7 separate regions of the Mus musculus genome follow, and regions 2, 3, 4, 5, 6 and 7 are each linked to region 1. Evidence: chromatin contacts called from public Hi-C, HiCAR-type and promoter capture Hi-C data. All regions are on one chromosome and are shown on one strand. Each heading gives the region's core, a stretch centred on a gene start, on an enhancer-like site or on the middle of the called end of the contact. The rest is flanking DNA. Distances are from core to core; before and after follow the strand shown. Region 1 holds the start of Rap2b (RAP2B, member of RAS oncogene family). Region 2 holds the start of Serp1 (stress-associated endoplasmic reticulum protein 1). Region 3 holds the start of 4930593A02Rik (RIKEN cDNA 4930593A02 gene). Region 4 holds the start of Slc33a1 (solute carrier family 33 (acetyl-CoA transporter), member 1). Region 5 holds the start of E130311K13Rik (RIKEN cDNA E130311K13 gene). Region 6 holds the start of Plch1 (phospholipase C, eta 1). Region 7 holds the start of Med12l (mediator complex subunit 12-like).

Evidence for each region. Promoter capture Hi-C pulls out the DNA fragments that hold promoters and counts their contacts. Hi-C and Micro-C count contacts between places; a contact is called where the count stands out from the background. HiCAR-type assays count read pairs that join an accessible place to other places. Capture Hi-C pulls out chosen DNA fragments and counts their contacts.
Region 2: a contact with region 1 is called in a promoter capture Hi-C map of pre-B cells, with 2.8 times the contacts expected there. The contact joins the promoter of Serp1 here to the promoter of Rap2b in region 1. A contact is called at or near these places in 1 of 39 promoter capture datasets (pre-B cells), 2 of 484 Hi-C or Micro-C datasets (CD4 T cells and CD8 T cells), 3 of 115 datasets of contacts at active chromatin or transcription factors (astrocytes, large pre-B cells and thymic regulatory T cells) and 1 of 9 other capture datasets (adipose tissue).
Region 3: a contact with region 1 is called in a promoter capture Hi-C map of adipose tissue, with 4 times the contacts expected there. The contact joins the promoter of 4930593A02Rik here to the promoter of Rap2b in region 1. A contact is called at or near these places in 3 of 39 promoter capture datasets (liver and pre-B cells), 4 of 484 Hi-C or Micro-C datasets (CD4 T cells, CD8 T cells, regulatory T cells and 1 more), 2 of 115 datasets of contacts at active chromatin or transcription factors (astrocytes and thymic regulatory T cells) and 1 of 9 other capture datasets (adipose tissue).
Region 4: a promoter capture Hi-C map of pre-B cells shows a contact between it and region 1. The contact joins the promoter of Slc33a1 here to the promoter of Rap2b in region 1. A contact is called at or near these places in 3 of 39 promoter capture datasets (cranial neural crest, embryonic stem cells and pre-B cells), 3 of 484 Hi-C or Micro-C datasets (CD4 T cells, CD8 T cells and uterus) and 5 of 115 datasets of contacts at active chromatin or transcription factors (Th17 cells, astrocytes, double positive thymocytes and 2 more).
Region 5: a contact with region 1 is called in a HiCAR-type map of astrocytes, with 4 times the contacts expected there. The contact joins the promoter of E130311K13Rik here to the promoter of Rap2b in region 1. A contact is called at or near these places in 4 of 39 promoter capture datasets (the 3T3-L1 cell line, hippocampal neurons, liver and 1 more) and 2 of 115 datasets of contacts at active chromatin or transcription factors (astrocytes and stem cell-derived neural progenitor cells).
Region 6: a Hi-C map of rod photoreceptor shows a contact between it and region 1, with 20 times the contacts expected there. The contact joins the promoter of Plch1 here to the promoter of Rap2b in region 1. A contact is called at or near these places in 2 of 39 promoter capture datasets (cranial neural crest and maxillary cranial neural crest), 1 of 484 Hi-C or Micro-C datasets (rod photoreceptor) and 1 of 115 datasets of contacts at active chromatin or transcription factors (astrocytes).
Region 7: a contact with region 1 is called in a HiCAR-type map of astrocytes, with 5 times the contacts expected there. The contact joins the promoter of Med12l here to the promoter of Rap2b in region 1. A contact is called at or near these places in 1 of 39 promoter capture datasets (embryonic stem cells), 3 of 484 Hi-C or Micro-C datasets (embryonic stem cells and uterus) and 3 of 115 datasets of contacts at active chromatin or transcription factors (astrocytes, extraembryonic endoderm stem cells and stem cell-derived neural progenitor cells).

The regions. Positions count from the first base shown.
Region 1 is chr3:61,362,972-61,366,020 of GRCm38.p6, reverse strand. It overlaps Rap2b (RAP2B, member of RAS oncogene family), which reads right to left and starts at 1,514. Exons shown (of 1, transcript NM_028712.4): 1 at 1-1,514. The coding sequence starts at 964. The coding sequence ends at 413.
Region 2 is chr3:58,524,423-58,527,471 of GRCm38.p6, reverse strand. Serp1 (stress-associated endoplasmic reticulum protein 1) reads left to right here and starts at 1,588. Exons shown (of 3, transcript NM_030685.3): 1 at 1,588-2,062; 2 at 2,314-2,389. The coding sequence starts at 1,979. Eif2a (eukaryotic translation initiation factor 2A) reads right to left here and starts at 1,651. Exons shown (of 14, transcript NM_001005509.2): 1 at 1,386-1,651. The coding sequence starts at 1,413.
Region 3 is chr3:58,690,960-58,694,008 of GRCm38.p6, reverse strand. It overlaps 4930593A02Rik (RIKEN cDNA 4930593A02 gene), which reads right to left and starts at 1,420. Exons shown (of 9, transcript NR_045167.1): 1 at 1,388-1,420. Siah2 (siah E3 ubiquitin protein ligase 2) reads left to right here and starts at 1,621. Exons shown (of 2, transcript NM_009174.3): 1 at 1,621-2,613. The coding sequence starts at 2,194.
Region 4 is chr3:63,963,157-63,966,205 of GRCm38.p6, reverse strand. Slc33a1 (solute carrier family 33 (acetyl-CoA transporter), member 1) reads left to right here and starts at 1,473. Exons shown (of 6, transcript NM_015728.5): 1 at 1,473-2,790. The coding sequence starts at 2,016. It also overlaps a transcript of Gmps not described here.
Region 5 is chr3:63,927,856-63,930,904 of GRCm38.p6, reverse strand. It overlaps E130311K13Rik (RIKEN cDNA E130311K13 gene), which reads left to right and starts at 1,433. Exons shown (of 5, transcript NM_177856.5): 1 at 1,433-1,648. The coding sequence starts at 1,535.
Region 6 is chr3:63,897,909-63,900,957 of GRCm38.p6, reverse strand. Plch1 (phospholipase C, eta 1) reads left to right here and starts at 1,496. Exons shown (of 24, transcript NM_001370984.1): 1 at 1,496-1,731.
Region 7 is chr3:59,005,518-59,008,566 of GRCm38.p6, reverse strand. It overlaps Med12l (mediator complex subunit 12-like), which reads right to left and starts at 1,589. Exons shown (of 44, transcript NM_177855.3): 1 at 1,467-1,589. The coding sequence starts at 1,565.

The sequences.
Region 1 (3,049 bases), core at 265-2,764:
GGGGAACCCTCCCCCACTGCCTCCTTCCCCTTCACTTCCTCTGCTTCGCCACCCCCATTTTTTTTTTTTCAGGTTTGAAACTTTTGCTTGCCGGTGTCAAGCAGCCAATACAGAGCCTTAATGGCTATTTAAACGGGGAAATATGCATGAACCAAAATCAACGAGGAACGTACACGCTGTATAGAGCCATTTTTCCACCGGGGTCTCAGATGCTCTGCAACGTACACCCTCTCAGACCCTGGCTGAAGGCTGGGGATGCTGGCTACACAAGTCAGCCAGGTTCCTCGGACATCCCAGCCAAGACAACAAAGTCGTCTCCAATCTCAAAGCAAGAAGACAATCACATTAAGAGAATCGGGTGCGTTTGGCTTTGTGCACAGAGCGTGGCCAGCGCCCGGCGGCAGACGGCGCCTCACAGGATCACGCAGGCCGAGCAGCAGCCCTCGTCGCCGTTGGGCTGTGCCGCGTAGTTCATCTGCCTCACGATCTCTGCGAATAGCTCATCCACTGAGGCTTTGTTTTTGGCCGATGTCTCCATGAAGGGGCAGCTCCACTCCTCGGCCAGGGCCTTACCCTCGCCATAGGAGACCTCACGTTCACCCTCCAAGTCCACCTTGTTGCCTACCAGGATCATGGGTACGCGCTCGTACCGCTTCACGCGGATGATCTGGTCCCGCATGGGCTTGATGTCCTGGAAGCTCTGCTGGTTGACCAGGCTGTAGACGAGAATGAAGCCCTGGCCATTCTTGATGTACAGGTCCCGCATTGAGGCGAACTGCTCCGTGCCCGCGGTGTCCAAGATCTCCAGCACCGACGGCGACGAGTCCACCTCGATCTCCTTGCGGTAAAAGTCCTCGATGGTCGGGTCGTACTTCTCGATGAAGGAACCTGTTACGAACTGCACGGTGAGCGCGGACTTGCCCACGCCGCCCGAGCCCAGTACCACCACTTTGTACTCTCTCATGGCTCCGTCGGCGCCCTCGTCGCGCCTGCCGCGGCCCCGTCGGGGCTGCGCGCCGGGGAAGGCTGGGCTGGGCGGACGGGTGGACTTCTCCCCTTCCTCAACTTCGCAGGAAAAACCCCGGCGAGACTAGCCCGGTAGCACGGGCTCGCCAACAGACTAGCAGAGCCCCGCGCCAGGCCGACCGGCAGCGGGGGCGCGTCCCTAGGGCGCGGGTCCCGGGCCCCGCAGCAGCCCTGTCGGAGGACCCTGAGGACAATGCGCGCAGCCGGAGCAAGACAACGGCTGGAGCTCTTCGCCCCGGCAGCCTGGGAGGGCCGGGAGGAGGTGGCGGCTGGTTGCAGAGGCGGCTGCTAATTGGGCGTCCGGCTGAGACACGCGTGGCATGAGTCCCCGCGGAACGTGCGTCCAGCTCCGCGACCCATCACTCTCTCTCCTCTGTCTCCCGCAGCCTCCGCTGGGCGAGGGCTTCCTACTCGCCGCGCGCAGCCCAGCCCTCCCCGCCCAGCCGAGCATGCCCAGTACGTCGCCCGCGGTGCCCCGCCCGAACTCCGCTCCAGCTTTTCCGCCGCATCGGGAGGGGGCGTGACAGAGGGTGTGGCAAACAGGGGCTGGGCGGGGCAGGGCGGGGCGGCGCGAATCTTGGAACTGGGCAGTCTTGCTTGTGTGTGCTTGTAAGTGGAAAGCTCGCCAAACCGAAGTCACCTCGGTCGGGGCTGTGCGGCTGCCGGCCTCCTATGGGGACAGCAGGCAGCAGCTGGCTGCGACCTCTTCGTCGGCTTGCGCTGTTAAAGGATAGACACTTGTCCCCGAACTCAGGCTGCTGCGCGCCTCTCAGGATCGTACACTTGCAGGGCATTTTTCAGGCCCCGGAAGGTAGCAGAGGTTCGTGCTCCCACTTGGCCCGGTGTTCCTCAGTTTCCCACGAAGAACTCGACCTGAGTCCCTGTCCGGACAAGGAGTTAGGGCTGGGAATCTGTGGAGAGCTGCAGCCTTCAGGGCAAGAGTTGCGGGGTCATCCTACGTCTCCCCCCTCCCCAACACCCCTTTGGTTAGAGCCAAAATATGGCTTGTGGATCGAGCCCCGTGGCTCCCGCACCGAGTCAGGGCATGCTCAGTCGGAGGAGCAGGTTTGGGGCTTGCAAGTAGGAAGGTTTCGCACCGCACACCCACACGCCAGCTCAAATTACCTCTCCCAGACTCCCAACTCATTGGCCCCAGGATGTGAGTCTCACACCCCCAAATGTTTTTCCATTGGCTGTTGCTGAGGTTTTGTCGCTTTAGACAGCTTCATTGGCTGCAAAGTCGCCTCCGCTCAGGATTGGTTATTTATAGAGATTGAGTGGAGAGGCGGAGGCCCAGCTGTTCCTTCTCCACTGCTCCCCGCCCCCTTCCACCCACTGCCCGGGCCTGTGCATCTGAAGCTGAGAGGGGAAAAGAAGGAATTTAGGTGGAGTGCTCCAAACTAAATATAGTCCTTTGTTGGTGTTCAGGAGGGAGTCTGACTTCTTTAAGCCCAGTCACGACCGTCCCTTAAAGAGAGCAACTAGAGCTCATTGCTGCTCCCCGTCTTTAAGAAACCCTGAAGTTCCTAACTTGATCTTAGCAGGAAGAAGGCTGGGATGAGCAATGAGCCACCGCAAGTTCGTGGCATCAGGGGAGGTGGGGCTGCCCGGGCTTGCCTCTTCCCAAAGCTCTGTTTGGTGGGGAGGGCAGTCTCAAGACTTGGCTCCGCTCAGTTGCACGGCGATGTGAGGTGACGCCTGGACTTGTCCCGAGTCTCTCTAGATCCTTGCTAGGAGAGATGTCGAGACCTGTCTGTGTACTGCACTGGCAGCGGGAGCCCGGGGGCACAGAGGGGTGGGGATCGGCTTTGTGTCGAGTCAACCAGGGTTAAGTAGCCAGGCTTGCTATCCCCCTGCCACTAGCCTCTGCTTTAAACGTCCTCACGGAAGGAAGAACCGAGCAGTGTTGCTTTTGGTTCCAAGTCACAGCGGTACTTAGGGCTCCATTTGGGAGTGAACCTGCTCCAGATTCTTGGCTGCGGCCCCGAGTGTCCACAGCCGCAAGTACCTGCCAGCAGAGCCA
Region 2 (3,049 bases), core at 339-2,838, 2.8 Mb after region 1:
ATAAGCCGCGATGCCAATGCAGTAAGGTTAGTGCCACTAAGATTATAGTGATCCGTATGCTGGGCTGAACAGGATGGACTTCACACTGTCTCAAAAGGGCAGAACTTCAATCCCTTTTTAATGTACTAATTTTTAGGTCGAATTCAAATATTCATTTAGTAGTAAAGCTTTTAAGTAACAGAGAAGCAATTTATTGAATTACATAATTATGCCATTTAAATAGTGTCAGGGGGCTGGAGGATGGCTCAGCATTAAGAGTACTTGCTTCTCTTAAGAAGAAATAAATAGAGTTCTCAGCACTCATCTAAGGTGAGGCTCACAACTCTAACTCCAGCCCCAGGGAAGCCCACACCCTCTTCTGGGCCTCTTAAGGCCTGTACTCCTGTGCACACGCTCAGATACAGACGCATAAATAAATAAATAAATAATCTAAACAAAAGAAAACAATCTCAACTATCTGGCAGTGTTTAGAAGATTGCAACTAGCACCTCATAACTATCTGGCGAATAAATTATGATAGTCTATCTGAACAGGATAAGCATGGCTCTTAAAAATGTATATTCCTAGACTGGCAGAAGTATAAAAGCTTTGCCGTGTCTCAGGAGGACATAACTTCCAATTCTCAAAAATAAGACATTCGTCCTAATGATGCTATCTTTCTTCTTACATTGTTATCAACGATTTTTTTCTTTCCCACTTCTTTTCTACTTGAATCTTTTGTTTATTCAAACTTACATACCCAAGCCATAACATAGTATAGCACCTTTCCCAGTGTTGTCCAAGTTTGTTGTTGTTGTTTAAGCACCACAATATGTGTCAGCTTTAAATTCCTAGCGTCTTCTCATGTTCTACTTCTTAAATACTGTCTCACAGCTGTTTCAATCGAAAACATTAGACTATCATTATCCTGCTCACTGTCGCCACCTTAAGCCACATCTTCAGCATGAAACCTAACCTACACTAGCAATGTCTTGCTCCCTATCAACTCCCACAAACCTCATAACAATAAGGGAGCATATAATTTTTAATAATACTTAAGTTCAGATGAATTCGGTGTGAAGAGTCTTGTTTCTTCTATTAAGAAGGGTCCAAGCAACACCCGGCATTGCAGACCACAGGTCACACATCAAACTAATACTTTCTGTTACCTGTCTATTCCTATGGAAGATGAAGAACGATGGATGGATAACTGGGAGGAGGGACTACTGGGGACGGAGACTTCACTTCCCATTGGGATGCTATTACCAAATAAACTAAAAGACAGTTTGGTCCTTCCAGGAGGAAAGGCAAGACGGACTTCCAAGGCTTGCTAAGGAATTCTCCAGCGCGAAGACACAGAAAGAAATCACCGTAAAGGAAGAGTCTCTCGCTCTTTTGGAACTCACCTGTCAACAGCGGTGTGGACGGCGCCATCTTGTCCCGGAAAGAGAAACCCACGCGCTGGGGTGAGAGTTCAAGAAAGGCCGAACCCGGCCTCTACACGTCTCCCCAAGCGCAAAGTCTGCGAGTCGGTGTTTCCGGCGCCGCCAGCCTCGGGGCCAATCCACGTCTGGTTCCCGAGCGCGCACGCGCAGCTCTGGCTCCTCGTTTTCCGGAGCGGGGAAGAGCCTGGCTGCGGTGGCGGCCGGCGCTCGCCCTCCCTCTCCGGAGCGGGCGGAGTCCACACTTCCGCGGGGCGGGGTCTGCCCAGTGCTGACGTTGGCAGCCGAACCCGAACTAGTTCGAGGTTGCCGGTTGCACTGTCCGGTGGTTGGACTCTTGCCTCTCGGCCCTGCGGCCCGCTCTCCCCGGCACGCCGCCCCAAAGGCTGCTCAGACCGCCGCGATCGGCGGCTGCCGGTGTTCCAGCGCTCCGCGTCCCGGCCCAGTGGCTGTAGACGGCGTAGGCACCGCGATCAGAGCCGAGCCTCCCTCCCGGTGGCCCGGGACCGGCGAGCGAGCGAGTCCGAGAGGTTCTTGGGGCAGGTGGCGCTGCGAAAATGGTCGCCAAGCAGAGGATCCGTATGGCCAACGAGAAGCACAGCAAGAACATAACTCAGCGCGGCAACGTCGCTAAGACCTCGGTAAGGGAAAGTGGGCACCCCGCTCCATGTCGTGGCCGGGAGCCGAGGCCCGCGCCCCGCGCCCGGCCGGGGCCGCGGCGAGTTCTCCCCAGACCCGCCTGACTCCGGACTCCCGCTGCGGTGGAATCTGGGGTGGGGGGAGAGATCTGTGAGTCGGCCGGCCGGCCACCTGGCCTGGGGTGCAGGCCTTGGGAGCCCGGGATCCGAGAGTGCTTTCTCTGCATTTGAAACCGGGTTTTTTCTTTTTGCAGAGAAATGCCCCCGAAGAAAAGGCGTCGGTAGGACCCTGGTTATTGGCCCTCTTCATTTTTGTTGTCTGTGGCTCTGGTAAGTGTTTGGGGGGCTCTCGCGGTTTGGAATGACGTGGATGAGTGGCGAGTCCTACCTACCCGCGTGGTTCTCAACCCACCTGCTAAGAGAATTGTTTCTAGTGAACTGGATAACTTGTACCACAGAGGGTGGTGCCCCAGAAATTTCTCTTACCTTGATTTATGCTCATTGAAGATCAAAAAGAGAGAGAGAGAGAAATTAGATCTTCCTAATGATCCCTTAGAAGAAATTAAGCACCAAATATCTCTGATTTGCATTGTAACTTTATTATCGATAGTGTTGCAAAAAACTTAGCGAACATCGTGAACATCTGGATACTAGAACAGGACTGAACGATACCAGTACCTAAGGTCTCTATGTCAAAAACTAAGTATATAAAGTAAGGGTAGTACAAAGAATTGATTTTCTGTAGAGGAAACATACCTGCTGGGATATTTAATGTATGAGACAAGTGTTTTCAGGTAAGATTAGTTATTAAGACAGCCTGGTTTTAAGATGATAGACTCTTGCCCCTGCGGATGGATGTATTACAGACTGTCCTCCTGCTCTGCCTGCTGCTTTAATAGACAAGCTGCTGTTATTGAGACAGATGCTTTTATTTGCCGCATTCTACAGTTCCTGAGATTTTCATTTAACATTTCACTTTGCCTTTTTTCT
Region 3 (3,049 bases), core at 171-2,670, 2.7 Mb after region 1:
CTTCTGTCCTAGAATTTAAATGAGTAAGAACTCTTCTCAGGACAGTGGCTGGCATACACAAAGGGAATATTTGCAGGGTGATTAGGTGGCATGTATCACTAAGTTTTTCTCTACAACTTTAGATAACCCAGTTACTCATGAAGTCTTTCTAGATTACAAAATTTAACTTTGTTTTTTTTTCTTTGAGCAGATTCTATTCATTGACTCTAATAATAAATATTCACTGTTATTTTTAAACTACGGCTATCATTTACAAGGTGGCTATGATGGATGAGGTTCTACAAGAATGGCACAGAGAAACTCAAATTGTTTAAATTCACTTTTACAGAGTAGGAGACTGGAGCCAGGAAGGTGGCTCAGGAGGGTAGTGGTGCCTGCATCAAGCCTGCCAACTTGAGAAAGTCGACTCCCACAAACCTGTCCTCTGACCTCCACGTGTGCACACAAGACAGTCACAAACTAAGTCAGGATATTAAAAAGAATTTCGCTCGAAGTCACAGGGCACTATTTTACCCTATCCTGACTAATCTCTGTTTTCCTACAAAGAGTATCAATACTAGCTTTTTCCAATTCCAGTGTCATCAGTTCAGGCATAAAACGCTTGCCATAGCAATTGTGTGCAGGGTATGTCCATTATACGGTTCACTCCAAACTCTCAGGCGCTCTCTAATTCTGGGGTTCTGAATGGTGAAGAGTACCTGGAAATAAGTTTTACTGAGACTAGGGGAACCCTCGGAGAGTTCTCTTATTGCTAGACCGGAAGGTAGGCTGTAGATGTCCCCTGTCCCACCCCCACCACACTTAAGGTTTATTTTTATTTATGGGCATGTGTGTATATAATGTGTACTGGTACCAAATGGTATCAGATCCCCTGGAGCTGGGGTTACAGGCAGTTGTGGGTGCTGGGGACCAAAGTCTGGTCCTCTAAGAGTAGTATGTTGAGGCGTCCCTCCAGCTCCCGTGGGTGCCTTTTACACCTCTAAGATGGGGATCTTAGAGACTTTCCATATGTCGGGTGTACAAAGACAACTCAGGAAGAATCCAGCACCAATCCTGTCAAGCTGAGGGTTGGTAAGGGGTAGGTTGACCTCACCCATTTCCTTCTTCCCAAAGCCCCAGGTAAGTAAGCTAAAAGCCTAAGGTTTGGACCAGGACTAGACGTTAAGGACTCAGGCACCAGAGGGTCTCCTGTCATTTGGGGCCTCACAAACCCAACCCACGTGTATGGTATTCCTTGGAGGTTTTAATTCTCCATCGAGTCAGAGTTGTCAAAGAGGTTCAGGTTCTCTCAATCAGAGGCGGCCAATTCCAAGAAGCTTTCGCCAGTGGGCTTTCGAAGGAAAACCTAGCGTTAAGGTCCCAACCACTGAAGAGCCCACCCTCGTACCTAACTGCCGGGCCACACCCGAGGCCTTCGCGCGGCTCCCGCCCGACTCCGGGTCCCGCCCCCGCGTGTCAAGCTACCGGCCGAGTAGCCTGATCGCCAGCTGCTCCAGCGCGTCAATGGCTAAAAGAAACGTGGGATTCCGAGCCCCGCCCCCCGCCCCGCCCAGCCCCGCCCCGCCCCCGGCGCACTCGCGCGCCCTCCACGCCCACGCCGGGCCAGCAGTTGCCCTTCTAGCTGGAGTCGGTGCGGGTCGGCGTAGGTCCCCTGGGAAGGGTCGGGAGACTCGGGCTACGTCCTTTCCCTGGGCTGCCGGCTTCCACTGTCGCAGAGAAGCGACCCCACGCGGCGGCGATCGACTCATTCAAGGGCTCCCAGCGAGGAAACCGCTCGGGCGCTGCCAGCTGGGTCGGGCGGAGCTGCGCGGGCCGCAGGGTGGCTCTGCCAGTCCCTGAGTGCCGGGTCGGCCGCACACGTGTCTTAGCGTCACGTCCGCGCGCGCCCCCGGGGCTTGCGTCAGCTGCCGCTCCTGAAGCGAGTGGGCCAGGGCTCTGCGCACCAGAACGCCGCCGGAGGAGGGCACCGCACGGCCGCGAGCCCCGAGAGCGACGACCATCCGGGTGCCGCCGAGAGGATCGGCGCGGTCCGGTCCCCGCCCTCCCGGTGCCGGTCGGGTCCGCGCTGGGTCCCCCGGGCTGGGCGCCGTGGCGTTGCCCCGGAGCCCGCCACCCGCGGGGCGCGCACCGCCTTAACCCGGGCGGCCCCGCGGCAGGCAGACGCCCGCAGGTCCATGGTGGGCTCGGAGCGCGATGAGCCGCCCGTCCTCCACCGGCCCCAGCGCTAACAAACCCTGCAGCAAGCAGCCGCCGCCGCCTCAGACCCCGCACGCCCCGTCCCCGGCTGCGCCCCCGGCCGCCGCCACCATCTCGGCAGCGGGCCCCGGCTCGTCCGCGGTGCCCGCCGCGGCAGCGGTGATCTCAGGCCCCGGAGCCGGCGGCGGGGCCGACCCGGTGTCCCCGCAGCACCACGAGCTGACCTCGCTCTTCGAGTGCCCGGTCTGCTTTGACTATGTCCTGCCCCCCATTCTGCAGTGCCAGGCCGGGCACCTGGTGTGTAACCAATGCCGCCAGAAGTTAAGCTGCTGCCCGACGTGCAGGGGCGCCCTAACGCCCAGCATCAGGAACCTGGCTATGGAGAAGGTCGCCTCGGCAGTTCTGTTTCCCTGTAAGGTAAGTCCAGCCACCATCCGCAGATCTGCCAAGGAACCTTCCAGAGTTCCGGTGCCCTCCAGCGCACTTGAAGGCCCTAAGAGGCGAATGGCATTTCACTGTTTCCATCTGTCTGTCTGTCTTTCTCCTCTCCTCTCTCTCTCTCTCTCTCTCTCTCTCTCTCTCTGTCTGTCTCTCTCTCTCTCCTCCCTCTCTCTCTCTCTCTCTCTCTCTCTCTCTCTCTCTCTCTCTCTCTCTCTCTCTCTCTCTCTCTCTCTCTCTCTGGCGCACTCTCTCTGTCTCCGGTGTGTACGTGTGTGTACCTTGTCTATTGTTTCCAGGCCAACCTGTCCATTTTGGGAACTAGCAACTAGGGTTGACGTTTGCCGGAGCACTGACTGTAGATAAGTTGGCACTTGATGACGGTTTAGAAGCATCCCAGCTCTCCCAGCCAAGT
Region 4 (3,049 bases), core at 224-2,723, 2.6 Mb before region 1:
AAAAAAAAAAAAAAAAAAAAAAAAAGAAAAGAAAAGAAAAGAAAAGAAAATCAGAAACAAAAAGGAGAGATAGTCCATCCCTTAATCTCAGCGTTCAGGAGTAAGAGGCAGGTGGATCTCTGTAAGATCAAGTCCAGCCCGGTCTACAGAGTGAGTTTCATGCCAGTAAGGACCATACAGTAAGATCCTGTTGAAAAAAATAGAGACTTTTGGTCTCACATAGATAACACTATAAACTGTTTTCCACTCCAATTTTTGAGACAGAGACTTGCTATATATCCATGGATGGCCAGGAACTCGTTTTATAGACTAGTCTGGATTACAAGCATGCACCACCACAACCAACTCTGTTCCTCTCTTTAACAAAGATTAGAAGACTTCATGGTCACTGTGTTCTTTCATTGAAGTATATCAGACTAGGTGTGGTGGCTCATGTATAGAATCCTAGGACTCTAGAAGTTAAGGCAGGAGTATGGCCATAAGTTTGAGACCAGCCTGGGTACATATGCTAGCTTATGTAACCCAGGACTCAGTATCAATACAATGAAAATGAAAGACGAATAATAATAATAATAATAATAATAATAATAAGCAAAGTCTCACATTTCTATGACCATACAAGAGCTGGAGAGAAGGGGGAGGAGAGGAAAAGGAAGGACCCAGGGAGAAATGAGAAGAGAACATGGGAAATTAGCTAAGTGGTTAATAAGCTGTAGAAATCAGAAAAGTGGGAAGGCAGCAAATCCACAAGGGAATTTATGGTTTGTTTTTGTTTTTAATGAAGAAAGCATGTACTATTACACTTGAAATGGCATTTGAAAAACTGGCCAATTATGAATCCAATAAAATTCTTGGAAAACTTATTTCTTTGTTATCACTGAAATACTAAATCTAGTATCTCAACATTTCAAGCTCTAAGAGCTTCCAACGATTCACCAAAACTCGAAGAAGTGCGTCGTTATGCACTTAAAATGCATAACCATGGATGACATGAAAGGAGAAAGGTGGTTTCGAGACGTTTCCATTGGCAAAAAAATAAGATGCAGCAGACTGAAATTTACCTCCTTCACTCTGTGTATCTAGCGTTCCCCTACATTTCTTCCTTGACATTGGGGGAAATGGACAGCCTTATTCGTTCTGTGTATTAGGTAGGAGTGTTTCCATTTAGTCGGGCATAAAGGACCCACAACCTGACACCAAAGCTTAGTAACTGCAGGTTCACAAAGCAGCATTATTACCCAACTACAAGCCTGGAAGTTATGTACTGAATTAAATAAGTACAAACTCGCCTACAGACCTTGTGCAATGTTATCACCAAGGCCTAGGCCAATCCAGAAAACCCGCGCTCACGTGGCGACGAGGGCCCAATGGCCGAGGCACACGAGTTCCATGCAAGCGCATGCGCAAACGGAACCGGGTTTGTTAAGACGTTCCGTCCTGGACGCTCGGTACGCTGGCGTTATTCCTCCCTCGGGGTTAGAATCGAGGGAATTAATGGTTCCTAGCAAACGTTGCTCGCGGTCGCCGCCACCGGAACTTGTTCTGATTCGCTGGCTCCGTCGGGAGGCACGGAACCCATTTTGGCAGGGAACCACTTCCCGAAGCGCGAGGCAGGAAGTTATCCTTTACCTCTGGTGTCTACTGAGGAGGGTGCCCGCTGCAGTGTCAGCTGGTGGACGGGCAAGAGAGCGTTCGAGTCCCCGCTGCAGTTAAGAGCCAGACTCCGTCGCAGCGCCACGGCACGCTCCGCCAGCCTCAAGCCGGGTGCGGCTGCACGGGGAGCTCTTGCCGGCTCCCTGAAGTCGCTCCTGTGGGCAGCGACCCAGGCTTCGCCTGGGCCACCTGCCAGGGATCTGGCTCCCTGCTGCAAAACAGCGACCAGTCTCTCCGCGTCCGCCCTCCCGGCGTTGAACCACCGTGACCCGGGTCCAGAGAGACTGCCTTGGACCTGGGACTAGACTGATCAAAACGCCAGCCTCAGGCCCCCACACACCGGGCTCTGCGTCGTCTCTGATATGTCACCGACCATCTCCCACAAGGACAGCAGTCGGCAGCGGCGGTCAGGCATGTTTAGCCACGCTCTGGATATGAAGAGTGGCCCGCTGCCACCGGGCGGCTGGGATGACAGTCGCCGAGACTCGGTGGGCGGGGAGGGGGACCGGGAAGTTCTTCTAGGTGATGCCGGCCCTGGTGACTTACCTAAAGCCCCGCGGAGCTATAGATCCGAACTAAGTAGCATTTTGTTACTACTCTTTCTTTACGTGCTTCAGGGCATTCCCTTAGGCCTGGCGGGGAGCATCCCCCTCATTTTGCAAAGCAAAAATGTTAGCTATACAGATCAGGCTTTCTTCAGTTTTGTCTTCTGGCCATTCAGTCTTAAGTTGCTCTGGGCTCCCTTGGTTGATGCCGTCTACTTTAAGAACTTTGGTCGTCGCAAGTCCTGGCTTGTCCCTACTCAGTATACACTAGGAATCTTCATGATATATTTATCCACTCAAGTGGACCGTTTGCTCGGAAATATTGATGGCAGAACACCGGATGTAGTTGCTCTCACTGTGACATTCTTCTTGTTTGAATTCCTGGCTGCCACACAGGACATCGCTGTGGATGGTTGGGCATTAACTATGTTATCCCGGGAAAACGTGGGCTATGCTTCGACATGCAATTCTGTGGGCCAAACAGCTGGCTACTTTTTGGGCAATGTTTTATTTTTGGCTCTTGAATCTGCTGACTTTTGTAACAAATACTTGCGGTTTCAGCCTCAACCCAGGGGAATCGTTACCCTTTCAGGTAGTGTACTTAAAACTATTATACTGTTAGGTTTATTTTATGCTTATGAATGCTTTTGATGAAACATCAGATGGGAGCTCTCATTTGTTTGCATACATTTTTTACTTTTAATGATGCACAAGATATTTTACTTCATTTCCCTTTCAAATTAACACAATATTGGATTCCATTATGAGATTTTCATACTTTGCTCACAATCACTTCCATAACACAGCCTTGTTCTCTACATCTACCTCCTAGTCGTCTTCCTTTAAACAGT
Region 5 (3,049 bases), core at 184-2,683, 2.6 Mb before region 1:
TACAGACAGACTACAGGGGTTCCGCAGGAAATTAAAGCTAAGATCGGAGCTCACTGCAGTAGTTTTGAGATGAGATTAGTCAGCTTGGTTTTCTAACTTTTCCAAGCAGTTCTTGGAACTCAAGAGGGATATACCCATGATGACTTAGTCCTGTAGATATGAAAGTACAACTAGATACTTCACATCTTTAAGGGACTATTTTCCTATTGTCCATTTACAAAGCTATAGAGATAGAGGAGTAATGTCTTCTTTTCCTCTCTGGTGCTTTTGACATAGGTACCTGTGTGTGCACATCATATAAGCAAGTAATAACAAAGGCCTCACAAGTGAGTGTGATATGCTACTGTCAGTCATAAAACTATGGGGTGTGGAAACACTAATTCACACTGTTATATATTTGATTTCTGTAAGGTAAGTTTTTTTTTTGAATTTTCATTTTTTGTTTTATATTTTTGCAATGCTAGATAGAGATCTAGCCCAGGGCCTCAAGTGTTAGGAAAGTTCTCCTGTAACATTTTAAATATAATGAACCAAACAGAGTTAAACAATAGTCCCAAGACGTCTAATGCTTCTAGTACTAACTGTAGAGTTTGGGAGCGACAAAGGGCACCCTCAGGTGGGGTATTTGGTTTTAAAAACATGTTCACTTGTGGAGTCCTGAGCAACACTGATTCCTTTCAGCAACCAGGTGTGAGAAAGCATGGAACAATGCAGCCAGTGATGCTTCCCAGCACCTGTGTGCAGAGTTTTTACCATGCACCAACAGGTCGGTCGTTAGCCCCTCTGGAGGTCAAGCTGAGGACCACCACAAGTGGGTTGTTAGATTTTCTTACAGGCTCAAAAGCCTCAGAGTAAAACATAATTTTATCAGGTAAGATATTTTAGAATTGCCAGGCACAATGGGAAAGGCCAGATCTCTCTTTGGGCCAAAGTTAAATTTATTACACAATGCACATTTCAGCTTAACAAATAAGTATATCTCCATCTCTCTTTCCTTTATTATTCTTGGCATTAAAAATATTTAGAAAGCCAGGCACACGGAAACACAGCAGAAGCCTCTGTATGGGGGAAGCTAAAGATTAGGACGCTGAGGCCAGCCTTTAGAAACATAAACCCTGTTTCTAAAGAAACAAAGGTTGATGCCATATGTGTTTCTGGGTGTGCTCTCCAGCACCATAAAATATGGCAAGTGGATTTCTGAGTTAGAACTAGCCTGGTCTGCGGAGCTAGTTACAGGATAGCCAGGGCTACACAGAGAAACCTGTCTCAAAAATGTAAAAAACAACAAAATAATAAAAATACAAGCTTATAGAAAAAGTAGCAAGAATAAGAGACTGTGCATATTTACACAGATGTCTTATCTTTTCACGGCATTTTTGTGTTGTTCTGCTGTCCTGGCTGGCTTGGTACCACCAAGGACACGCAGAGACAAGAGTGCAAACGCCCAGAATGGGCGGGGACCCCGGAGCCGTGCAGCGCAGCGACCCCTACCGCCCACCAGGGGGCGCCCGCAAGGCTTGCTGGACGCCGGAACATGGCGCGGCCGCCCGCGAGCCTCGGGTCGCAGGCGCCGGACCGCGACCGAGGGGAGGCCAACGTGGTGACACGGGTGTCGCAATGGGCAGACAACCATCTGCGCCTTGTCCAGGTGCCACAGCCCGGCGGGGTGGGCTAGCCTGAGCGGAGTGATCGCGGCAGGCCTGGAAGAGGACCCGCAGGGGCGGAAAGACAGCCGGGCCACAGGGGAAATGGCCAGGGAGGCGACATCGCCTCATTTGCCCTCCTGGCGGCGGCGGTGGTCAGGCCTGGAGGCTGGCGCAGGGCTGGGGACACCACAGGGCTGGCCCAAGAGTAGCTCCTCATTCAGTATGGCGGGCTGGATACCCAGGAAGAGCAGAGAAGCCCGAGAGGCCTTAACAGAGCAGAGCCAGGATGGGTTTTTCCAGGGCTGGGGTTCGAACTTTGGTAAGCATTGTAGTGCTTACCACTGAACTGTATCCCCAGTTGTTTTGGTTTTGGGTTTTGGGGTTGTTTTTTTTTTTTTTTTGGTTTTTTTTTTTTTTTGTTTGTTTGTTTGTTTTTTTGGTTTTTTGAGACAGGGTTTCTCTGTATAGCCCTGGCTGTCCTGGAACTCACTTTGTAGACCAGTCTGGTCTCGAACTCAGAAAGAAATCCGCCTGCCTCTCGTGTTTTCTTTTTAAGTGAAACAAGAGAAGACACTGAAATTCAATCATAGAAGAGACACTTAGACAGCCAGTCTACTACCAGATAAAGGACTGCTAAAGTCCCTGTGGTGGTGGTGGTTCCTGTCATGGAGCAGTCGTAGTAAATGATTTACTGGGAAAAGCTGTAGAGCCCTTGGACATTAAAATTTGGAGACTGATCTTGAAGACAGCCCATTAGACTTTAAAGTACAGTTGTAGGCTTGAGGCAACAGTGTTCAATGGGAAATCAGAACTGGACGTAAAGCTGAGTGAGAGTGAGCTGCATAAACCTGGTGGAGTGGGTAAAGCCCTAGTCTTGACAGACATCTTGAAACAACGTCAGAAAGGTACAGAAAACGGTCTAGAAATGAGGCCTAGGGGATTCTCTGGGGAGGGAAGGTAGCAGAAGCAAAATCTGAGGCAAACAGGGAGACAGATGATTAGGAAAATGAGTAGCCAAAAGCCAGGACAACGTATTTGGAAGGAACAACAACTTTTTTGTTTGTTTGTTTTGAGACAGAGTTTCTCTGTATAGCCCTGGCTGTCCTGACTCACTTTGTAGACCAGGCTGGCCTCGAACTCAGAAATCTGCCTGCCTCTGCCTCCCGAGTGCTAGGATTAAAGGTGTGCAGCACCATGCCCTGCCCGGAACAGCTTTTAAGAATCCTGCTGAGAATTGGAGGAAGCTGAACTTTGCAAAAGCTTTGCAGCAAGAGAGCATGAGGTCCAAGGCCAGGCCTGCTGACATGCTATTGTAGCGCCACGTTAGAGCAGTCTGGTATCTGCCATTTAGTAGTAATCCTTGCCAAATAAATGCATACATTGTTACTTACTATACTAATATT
Region 6 (3,049 bases), core at 247-2,746, 2.5 Mb before region 1:
ATCTATCTATCTATCTATCTATCTATCTATTTGGTGCTGGCGATTTCAGGTTCTCAAAGCATACTTCACATTTACAACCTCAACCCTACTTAATTTCCTGTAAATTAGGTGTTTGCGATCTGGGTAAAGAAAAAAAGGGGGAGAGGACAAAGGAAGAAAGAAAAATTAGGAAATTAAATATTTTTCCTTATGAAGCCAAAAGACCTTGCAATTCCTTTTCTAAATTGAATTCTTCCTTGTAGTCTGTAACTAGTCTGGTTGCTTTTTTCTTTCTTTTTTTTCCAAGCGTCCAGGATAGCTTTCAGGATAAAGTTTCTTTTTGCCCATGATGCTTTGCCGTCACATTGTAATTGCCTCTGTTGAACTGAATAATACAAATGGGTTGTTTCTATGGTATCGGCTAGGCTAAGACGGATGAAAAGGTGAAATACTATATCTTGTGCTGAGAGGTCACTGAGCATCCCTCCTCCCACTCCCCCACTGTCAGTCAAAGAGGACTAGTGATCTCTCCAGCCTCAGACTCTCCTTTATTACTTCCTGAACAAATTCACTCATGGAAGAAAAAAAGACTTTTGTTTATGTTGTCACCAGGCCCAGACAACCCCTGCTAATTCCATGTTGCCATGCCAGAGCTCCTGACTTTCTTACTGGAGGGAAGTTTTACTTTGAATGGTACACGGAGGGTCTTGTCCTCAGTTCCTCCCAGTTAGGCTTTGAACTAACAATAGGACAGGTTGAATCAAGACTGATAAAAGCCAAGTCCTGGAATCTTGAAGCCGGATCACTCCGCAGCACGCTATTCCCTTTCTACTGTTAGTGCGCTCAGATCTCATCTTTACTCAGCTTTTGAACACTTGCTGGGTGCAAACGTTCCGCTGCCGCCTGTGTGCTCTTTAACAGCACATTAGCTTTTCCAGCCCGCTAGCGGGTGAACTGACAATTAACTGGCTTGTTAATTAATGCCAACGAGTGATATTTGGAAGAGACTGAGGGATAACAAAGCATCCTATAACCTGCACTCCCTGTTCCTCAATTTGATTTTACTCAAAATGGATAGTTGAAAATAACAGATGCTATATTTATTGGAAAGGGAGAAGGGGGGAGGGGGAAGGGGGAGGAAAGAAAGGATTAGTCGTTTGGTGTTTTATTTTTGAAGCGGTTCAAACTCTTGTAAGAACATTGCACAGTTCGCTTCCCCTGAACTCTCCAACTTTGTTCCAGCAGCGTCTTTAACCCGCTAGCCACCTAAACTGAAAATCTATCAGAGGTGTCCCTGGTCTTGGAATTCTTTGAAATTTGCTGCGAGGGAGGACAGAAGAAGATCTTTATTCCCAGGGGTTCTGGCCTATGCCTAGCAGTAGCATCTTCATAAGGGGTCCACGTCCAGTTCTTGGCTCCTGTTCCTCGATGGCGCTCCAGTCCACTCGCGCGCGCTCCAGTTCCGGATTTGCCCTGAGCTGAGGGTTAAGAGGGAGGGTGCTCCAATGTGAGCATGAGGATTTGAATGAGAAAGCAGGTTGTGGCGGCAGCGCTGGTCTTTACTTGGAGCTCCTCTGTTGGTTCTGTTGGCTGGTGTGTAGTGGTGCCCATCTTGGGCTGGGGGGCTGTTTTGGAGGAATTGGGGTTGGAGTCACACCGGGACACTAGCAGATCACTCCAGCATTTGGGAGGTTGAGCCGGTTACAAAAACTCCGAGGATCCTTCATCAGCGGGATACTCAGAGCTGAGCAGGTCAGTGCTTTGGAGGGGGTGGGGGTGGGGGACAGGGAGAGGGCCGGGAGCAGGAAGAGGAGCACCGGACTGCCTCTCCAGCGTTGCGCGAGCAGGTGCTCGAATTCTTTCTGGGCAATCTCAGCCGCGAGCACCGGGTTGTGGTGTGTGCCAGGGTGCCTCGGCCCAGGAACTGGACCACAGTAGCTCGTGAGCTCCTAATGGAGCGCGTGGGCTTTTGTGCCTGAGCAAGACCTTCCCTGCCCTGGTTGGTGGCAGAGGTCCAGCCACCGGGAGGGTCCCGCATCGCGGCGGAATGATCCCACAAGACCTCCCCTGGCTCTGGCCGCCTGGAAAGCAGTTCTGCGGTCCCAGAAGCGCGCCCTTAGTTGCCGGTGCGAGTCTTACTGTTCAAAAAGCTCCGGGCATTAGGTGCGAGAAGGATTTACTCCAACTGCCCTTTCCTAGCGACAAATCATGGGTTACCGAAGCGACGCCCGGGCTGTGAAGGTGTTCTCTGCGCCTGCGCGGGATACCATGGCAACAGTACCGGGTCGGAGACGCCACTTGAAGAGCAGAGCTGTTTTGCTTTGCTTCACTGTGGAGCCCAAGTCTTTCTCTAGACTTTTTGTTTGTTTGTTTGTTTGTAGCTTGGAATCAACTTACGATCTCATTTTTGTTTTTTAAGAGTTTAGCATTGAAGTGATAGCCAGAGGTATGAAATAAAAAATATATAACTTTTTTCTCTCTTCTGTCATCATTTTGATCATGGTAGAAAAATAATGCTGAGAAACTGCTCATTGGAGCATTCAAGTTACCTCCTTTTATCCTGTGAAAAGGAAGATATGAATAAGACTTTATTTCCTGGTGCGGCTTTTTTAAACAATTGTATTAAGCTTGGGTTTCCACAGTGTGCAGACGACATCGTAGCTCCTGTGTACTCTGCATACAACCTGTTTATAACGTACAGAACCTGATGCTCTCCAAATGAACTAGTGTGTTAAATGCCGGTGAAGGGAAGCAAAGGTTCTCTCTGTCAACAGAGACGTTGCTTTTTAAGATGTGGGTTGCTTACTGCTGGCATTATGATCTTGTTCAGAAAATGAATGTTTTAAGACGCATTATTGCAGACTAGTCTTTCTTAAGCCGTCTGTTGACGACTTAAAATTGTGTCTTGAAAAACCTCTTCCCGTCTTTTAAGTTTCATTTGTTTGCACCCAGGGGAGCATTTGGTAAGAGTACAAATCTCCAGCGGTTTCTAGTGGGTGCTATAACTTGTTGTTACTATGTTTTCTTAGACTGCATCCCTATTTCGCAGCGCGATCGAGAGCTACTTGCT
Region 7 (3,049 bases), core at 340-2,839, 2.4 Mb after region 1:
ATCCAAGTCCTGAAGTGACTGTCATATGTAAAAATAAATGCTAAATAAACAAGCACACATGCTAATCCAAGCCACCAACCCGAAGCTACGTCACTCTCCAGAAAGACCTAGTGAGGCACTAATTATAAGATGAGAAAAGTTAAGAAACGAATGTCCCTATCCCTGCCAAAACTTTTAAAATCACCTTTCTTTACACTTGGTCTTTAGAGTCTCTCTTCTTTCCAGACCTTAGGAGCTGCATAAGCACATGCTGCCCACCTGTAAACTTCCCAGCCATCTTCAATCGACTTCCCTGACCCTCAAACTCAATGGGAGAAGGCCAAAAGGAATTGCTCGTGATGATTTCTCAGACACATTATTAGCCAGTCTGGGCTGAGCCTCTACTAAAGAGACGGATACATTTATCAAAATAGAAGCCTGAAAGAACTCTGACTTGCAAAGTCCTCTTGTGAAATCAGGGGACACGCAAACTTTTATAGACTTTCCAGGCTCACGGGAAGACTAGAATACATGGCAGTTTCATGCTTAACTATAGAAAAGAGAAGATGGGTGGGCTGTAGCTGGCAAAGTCTCAAAGGACAGCTGGGGAGCAGGGGAACCAAAAAAGAGAAGATAGGCAAGTCTCTGGGCAAATTGTATAGCCAAGGGCGATCATTATTATGGCTGGAGAGTTGTTACATAATTACTTTTTAACTCCTGACACATACCTACATAGCTTACAATAACCACTGAAGCTACTGTATGTGCAACAGCCAAGGTTTCTCCATTTAATTTCATTCAAAGAAAATAAGTAATCTGGAAGCTATTCCTTTCTAAGATAACTTGTCTGCTTTTACACATACAAAACAGCCTCCGGGAAAGCCAATTTGTCTCTCTAGAAACAAAATTCGGTGTTTCTCTTCAATATTGTTTTCTTAAATTTTTTTTAAAGGCGAGAGATACAGAGGTACATTCACCGAGCCAAATATATGATCACCTCGCTAAAAAACGACTTCCATTCCAAAGTGGAGGATGTGATAAGGGTCCCTCCCCCATCCGTACCCATACCGCTGGCGCAAAACGCAAGACCACAGTGTCCGATGTACTGCATTCCAGCATTTGTCAAAAAGTTTACGAGGATTTATCGAAGCGACGGAGTAAAAAACAATAAAACAAGCAAAAACGGAGGAAAGCGAGCAAGAAGATGCTAGCGAGGTAGAAGCGGTAAAGCGCCCAGCGGCGCAGTGCAAGGCCCGACAACCGGGAAGCGACCCAGCCCCCCGCAGAGCGATCGCCCAGCGGAGCGCGGGGGTTGGCAGGCTCCGGGTCTCAGTAGCTCAGGGTCCCTGATACCCTAACCCGGGCCCCGCCTCCGATCCCCTCCCCAGCCCTTCCCCCGCAGCGCCGGGGACGCCCGCCGGGCCAGCTTGGCCCCGGGTCAGCGCTGCGGAGCGCCGCACAACCGCGGAGGCCGCCGGCGCCCTTACCTCCTTCTGCTTAGGGTCCTGCGGGTAGACGTCGGGCGGCCCGAGCCGCGGGCGCTTCAGCGGTCTCTGCTCATAGCTGAGAAGCCCGAAGGCGGCCATGATCTCTCATGTTAACCGGCGAAATGAATGAGAGTTGGAGCTGGAGCTGGAGCAGCCGCCTCTGAGCACCAGGGAGCAGCACTTTGCAGACAGACTCCCTCTTCCCTCCACTCTGGCTCGCCGTGGCGCTGCAGGCAGGAGAAAAAGCAGGTTGGAGACGGCCGCTGCCCGCGCGCAGACGCGCTCAGGGGGGCCGCCTTCGTGGGCACCCCGCTGCGCCGAGCCCCGGGACGCCTGCTCCGCGGGCGGCGGCGGCGGCGCCCGGGCTGGAGGTCGGCCAGGGTCCGCCGCGGCCACGGCCTCCCGCCACCCCCACTCGGTCCCCAGGGGGAGGAGCAGATGATGGGAACGTGTGACTTTCTTCACCAATGAACCCAAACCCACCCAGAGGGGCCCAGGCTGGGGTGGGGGAGGGGCATAAAGGGGGAAAAAACTTTTCTTGGCGCCTAGGCGGGAGGCTCGGTGCCCGCCGAGAGCTAGGCGTCCTCGGGCACGCGAGGTGCTGCGCAGCGGCCCGCGCCCACTTCCTGGCTCGCCATGCCCGGCGCTCGCAGCTTTGCACTCGGAGGACCCGCCGCCCGGGCACGGAACCGCGGACGCGGAGGGAGAGAGGCCGCGAGAGGCGAGGATGCGGACGCCGAGCGAGGCCGGTGCCTCCGGGTTCAGCCAGTGCACGAGCTGCGCGGGTCCCCTCGGCGGCGCCGGGGCGCTTTGCTGGCTGCCGGCTGCAGCGGCCGCGGCGGCTGGAGGGGGCCGCGCTCGCTGTGGCGCGGGGCCGACTTAACCCTTTGCTGGCCCTCCCGGGGCTGGGGAGGGGGTGAGCAGAGGTGGCCGCGAGCACCGACGGACACATCGGGAGCACGGGCGACTGGGCTCCCCGGGCCACCCCTAGACGTCGCGCGCCCTGATCCCCACCCCCAACAGTTTACCTGTTGGTCCCTAGCTAGCGGCTAGGCAGGGGCGGGCAGCCGGGACGCCCTGGCGGCCGCAGCCTCCATCGCTCCGTTAGGGTTGGGGAATTGGATTTGACGTTGCGAGGTGTCTGGCTCGCCAGACTGCGGACGCCGCGAAGTTTGCGGCTGCCTGGGGGCGTCGCTCGCTGTCGCCAGCGTTCTCGCCCCCACGGCCCGGGAGCGCGAGCTCCCGAGTTGGCGGACGGCGGCGCGGCGGCCGCACTGAGCATGCCCAGCTTGGCGGCCGGACCGCGGAGGAGTTGGCTGCGAGCGCCTCGAGCGCTCCCATCTGCCTCTCCGGGTTTTCGCAGCCGCAGAGCGCGCATTCCACGGGCCCTGCGCCCCAGCTGGCTGCAGGGTTAACCCGGCTATGGAACCAGCCCCAGGAGGGACCCCGGGCCTCGAGCTGCGCCCTCCGCCTCGACCCCTCCTGGGGTCGCCATCCCGGCAGCCTAGGCGAAACCTCACCTGCTCGCATCACAGGGATGGGAACCGCGGGGAGGGGGCGATCCTTTCGGGGGATCTGGTCAA